2 separate regions of the Gossypium hirsutum genome follow, and region 1 is linked to region 2. The links are chromatin contacts, called in public Hi-C maps. All regions are on one chromosome and are shown on one strand. Each heading gives the region's core, a stretch centred on a gene start, on an enhancer-like site or on the middle of the called end of the contact. The rest is flanking DNA. Distances are from core to core; before and after follow the strand shown. Region 1 holds the start of LOC107908460. Region 2 has its middle 19 kb from the start of LOC107907641.

Region 1 (2,700 bases), core at 41-2,540, 83 kb before region 2:
ATTAACACTAAATTTTTTGTCAATTTAGTTGTTTTTTGAGCTAAATTTAATTGTCAACCTTAAAAAAAACTTAATCACTAATCTTAAAAAAAAAGTTGAATTGTAGTTTACTTAACAAAAATATTAATTAAAACATTAATTTTTTTAACATATTAACTTACATATCAATCCATTTGTACGTCACATTATTTTATTTTATTTTTTGAATTTTTTTATATTTTTTATAACTTTTAAATTATCTGTTCATGCAAAAAATATGATATATAAAATACAAGTAAATTGGTATATGAGTTGCAGGTGAATATTATTACAAATTCATATTTTAATCAAAATTTTTTATTAAAAGGTAGATTAAATTGAACTAAAAATAGATTGAATTTGTCAAAATGCGTAATAATAGCTCAATTTAAAAAAAATATCTGTCATGAATCCTTATACTTTAGTCCTCGAGTAGAAGTTGGGGTGCCCATCTCAATATCGACCGACAATGGATGGAGCAATTTGGACATTCGGGACAATCAAAAATACGAATCATTTCCTTGTCGATATTTGAATTTTCTGAAGAACCAAATATTTTCAAGGGCCAAATAAACAAGGGACAAGTGTCAATATTTTCAAGAGGGGTGAATTCTAAAATGAAATGACCCAAAATTTATCCCACACTCCCCACAGTTTCCCTGTTTTTCCTACTTTTTACTCCTACCATTTCTTCCTGCTTCCTATTATCATCCTTACAGAAGGCCCATTCACCAGCCATAACTACAGGAAAAGTTCAGACTGCAACAAAGTATAATAATTAGCAGCGTCATCTTCAAATTCCCACAACCTATCACATAAAGCAAGCCCATTTCCACCATTGTTACAACCTTGTTCAAACTCAAAAACTCCAACATCAAAACCATGTTCCCTATTAGGAATCCCAAGCTCATCATCAGAAGCTTCAAGCAAATGGCGTATGACTTTCTCTTTATCATCCTGAATATCCTCGTCTTCTAAGCTGCCGGTGATGGTGTTGGTATTGGTAGCTTCTGCTGTGGTGTTAGGCCTGGGGTTTTTTTGGCCAGCATCTAAGGCGGCTGATGTTGGGTAAGGAAGGGGGTCATCTAAAACAGAGTCAGAAGAAAGTTCCTGTTGCAAAGTTGTGAGGAGAGAAGACAGGTCTTGGTTTGGCTCATCCTCTTCAGCTTCAAGCAAAGAGAGTATGTGATCATATGACTTATGGCACTTTGTTTCTTCATCTGAACTCTGGGTTTCTTCTCTTGCGCGCTTTAAAGGCATCTGCTCAGCCATTGCAGCAGGACAGGGAAAAGAAAAGTTGCTTTGAAGAGAGAGAGAAAGAGAGAGAGAGAAGGTTGAGGGAGGGAGGGAAGCAGGAAAGAGCTATATAGAGGGCAAAGGAAAGTGGAGCCCGGTCAATATGAGTTAAAAGGGCAAGCAACAAATATTTATTTCAAAATGAATGTTCTAATGCCACTATTATATTTTATCAATATAAATAAATATTTTATAAAAAAACACTTTTGAAAAAAAATCATTTTCAATTTTTGAAAGAAAATGCTTTAGATTAATTTTTATTTGAGAGAAACAATTTTCTCTTTCAAAAATAATTTATTTAAAAATATTTTTTACGAACGATACTAAACAGACTCTAAATTATTCATAAATGTACCTTAAAACTGGTCACGCAGAAAATATCTCCAACGGTAGGATTATAATTTTGTGGTTCCCGAGGGATAATCAAAGGGTTGAAAAAGAAGGTAGACATTAGCCTGAAAGGGAGATATCAAAGCTCAAAGATAAAACAAAAGCTAATTAGAAAATAAGATATCGGTGTCTGTACGCTCTGTTTTACTCTGTACAACGAGAGAGCATGGTTTGCACAAGTAGAGCGGATCTCTTTTAAAAGCTTTTTTTTTTCTTTTTCTTTCTAAATGATCCCGTTTGTTTTCTCCTTATTTATTATTTTACTTTCATTTTTATATATCACCCCTGGAAAACCTTTTTTATAATGTTATATATTTTTATGATTTTTGTATAAGGTAGTAGATATTTTATTAGTGGATATATTATTTTCTATTGATAATAAAATATATGAATATTGATTTATTTTAGTGTATCATTTTAAATATATCGTTATTTTTGTACAACAATATTTAAGTTTAGGGATTAAGTATTTAAGTGTTTAGGGATTAAGTACCGTTTTGAATATATCATTATTTTTGTAAAATATTTTATGTATGTATATAAAAGTAATTAAAAGAGATTAAATAAATCTCAAACATAAAATACACATAAAGAATAAAATTTTGATTAAAGTGATAAAAAGTAATTAAAAATGTTGGTGGCATGGGTTCAAACTTCATTGATGTAAATTTAATATGCTAAAAAAAATAAAAAAAAATACTCATCAATTATGTAAAATATTATAAGCTTCGCAAATATAACTCCTCACTAAACAAACTTAAAATAAACAAGAAAAAATCATCCATAAATTAAATAATAAGGTTATCCCATTCTATGCATATAACAATTCATAATGAAATTAATAAATAATAAATAAGTTAAAGTTAAAATATATTTTAAAATTATTTTTTGATACAAATAAATAATAAATAATAAATTTAAAATTAGTACATATTTTAAAATTAATTTTTTGGTATTGGCCGATACATCATATTTTAGCTGATACAAGTGAAATCA
Region 2 (2,700 bases), core at 102-2,601:
AAGTTGATGGAGACTGATACTTGTTGATAAGGTTTGTAGGACTCCATCATCAAGTGGATAAAAGAACAAATCACGTGTATTCGTTTCTAGGTTGTTTGGATATTATATATGGTTAATTATATGATATATTGTTAGTGGTTTTTTAAGATTTTATTATATTTTACAATATATTTGTTAACTTTTAAACTGTTTTTTGAGTCTAAAAAACTGTATTAAATAATTTTCATATATATAAATATATATTATTTATAAAGCCCTCAAGTATACATTAATATATTAATAATGTTGTTGATTGAGATGGTGTTATAAATTAACTCGACACCAACTTAAGATTGATGACAACACTATGATAAATAATTGTATTCATTTAATAATCTTAAGTTAATATGTATACACGTGTTTAAATTTAGTTTTACTTGCAATTCAATCTAATTTTTTATTTTAATATTGTGTATATTTCATGTGTTACTATTAATTAGTTTCAAATCATACATTTCATTATTTATTGTATTATTTTTAAACACAAATATGTGTTATAAATATGTGATTTTCATACATATGCACGTGATAGAGTTTTGGCATGCTATTCTATATGTCTGTTGACACGAGTGTTAGGGTATACTTTCCTAGGTGTACTGGTCTCAAAGAAACAGAGGAAGAATTAGCCAATTTGAATATCATAGATGAGGAGGAAGTGGCTTTTCGAGAAGAGACACTGGTGGTGGAAGATGATTACAAACTATGTGTGGTGGGACGATGTCTGATTTATAGTGTTGCCTATTTCCCTTCGTTACAGAATACTATGGTTTATTTATGACACCCAATTAGAAGGACATTCATTTCAGATCTTGGTGAGAAAAGTATTTATTCCAATTTTTTTATGAAGTGGGCATGAACAGGGTGTTAAAGGGTACCCCATGGATTTTTAATAATCAGTTACTACTGATGCATAAGATCCAACCAGGGGAGAATCCGATGTTAGTACTACTACTATTGTTGTGTTTTATGTGTGGAAAACTTGGCCGTCAAAAATTGTGTTTGGCTAGGACATCTCATTGAATACGGCGGCGAAGAGGAGAAACGCAGTGGTTAGCCGGTGGCTGCATGAATCTAGTGGATTGATTTGCAAAAATTCGGATATGGAATGTGGGGGAAAATAGACGTAATATTTGAGATGGAGGGGGCCTGCAGAGTCATCGGTGGGATAACATGGACAAAATATATCCTAATCCCAATCTCATTCCATTAGGGCCTAGAATTATGTCGTCAAATAGGATCCAAATAATAAATAGTTTATGGATCATGGGTTGGAAAACAAATGCATGAATGTTGTTGGGCCTATGGACCTGACTATGGACAGGGATGAGGATCCCCTTATGACAATGGAAGGGATGAAAAGGCAACACTTAGTGGGGGAACCGTCTATTATTTTGAATGAAGTAGGAATGGACCATAATGAGAAATCAACTAGCTCTTTCATGCAGAGCAATCGAATTCAATGAAAACCCTAAGTTAAAACGTCTGTGGGTTGGGGAAGCCACGGGCTGTTAATCGTCTCCGGGATAAAACTGAGAGATGTTTCCCCTCGACTTTTGTTTCTCAGAGAAACAAAAATTAGTGCTAAACGAATGGAAAGTGTTCGAAGGAAGTGTGGTTTTGGCAATGGCATCGATGTGGGGGCTATAGGGTCCAAGGGAGGTCTATTATTAGGATGGAAAGACAACTATTTAGTTACTTTAAAGAGTTTCTCACAACACCATATTGATGTCACTATTCAAGATGATGATGAGGGATCTTTGTGGAGGTTCATGAGCTTTTATGGGAATCCAGAAGAAAGATATAGGAGCTTGTCATGGGACTTACTCAGACAATTCAGTCACGATCAGACGATTCATTGGTTGGTTGTAAGGGATTTCAATGAGATAACTTTTTCATTTAAGATGAGAGGTGGATGTTTCCTATCAAAAAGGCAGATGCATGATTTTCGTTCGGTGTTGGAAGATTGCAATTTAAGTGACTTGGGATTTATTGGTAGATGGTTCACATGGGAAAGAGGTAGGTTTGCATCTAATAATATCATGGAGAGACTTGATAGGGGTGTCGCAAATTCAGCATAGTGGAATCTATTTCTCGATTATACAGTTGCGTATTTGTATCACTCCAAATCTGATCATTGTCCTATTTTATTTGACACGAGGGGAGGTGCTCGGCGAAGGTTAAGGATGGGTAGTTATAAGTTTCGTTTTGACACTAACTGGTGTTTAGAGGAATCTTGTAAAGATGAAATCCGGTGAGGGTGGGCACTTTCATCAGAACAGGTGCTTATTAAGTTAGAAAAAACTAGGAGGACATTTACAGAGGTGGAGCCATCACGTTAACATGGATAGAGTGGTGGGATAAGGAATTTGGAATAATGACTATTGGAACTTTATGATCAGGACCCAGGGGATGATGTTTTAGCAAAAATTGCTGAGATCCAATTAGGTGTCAGTTTGGAAGCAAACAAGGAGGAATTGTTTTGGGAACAAAGGGCCCATGTCAACTGGTTAAAAAATGGTGATCGCAATATTAGTTTTTTCCATAAGGCTGTAGTAAGTCGAAAGCAGAGGAATAAAATTAGGGGTTTGGAGAATGGTGAAGGCAGTTAGGTTACTAAGAAAGCAGAGATGTTGCGTATTGCATTAGATTATTTTATGGACA

Evidence for each region. A called contact is a pair of places that touch in the nucleus more often than the background predicts.
Region 1: a contact with region 2 is called in a Hi-C map of leaf, with 3 times the contacts expected there. The contact joins the promoter of LOC107908460 here to the enhancer-like site in region 2. A contact is called at or near these places in 2 of 34 Hi-C or Micro-C datasets (both in leaf).

The regions. Positions count from the first base shown.
Region 1 is chrD02:43,968,399-43,971,098 of Gossypium_hirsutum_v2.1, reverse strand. LOC107908460 reads right to left here and starts at 1,290. Exons shown (of 1, transcript XM_016835633.2): 1 at 760-1,290. The coding sequence starts at 1,290. The coding sequence ends at 760.
Region 2 is chrD02:43,885,007-43,887,706 of Gossypium_hirsutum_v2.1, reverse strand. No RefSeq gene overlaps it. Among protein-coding and RNA genes, the nearest start is that of LOC107907641, 19 kb to the right of the region's middle. Within about 2 kb of position 1,351, at least 9 of the 9 cell types and tissues checked have an H3K27ac peak or open chromatin away from gene starts, as enhancers often do. A contact at or near this core is called in leaf, where this site is marked.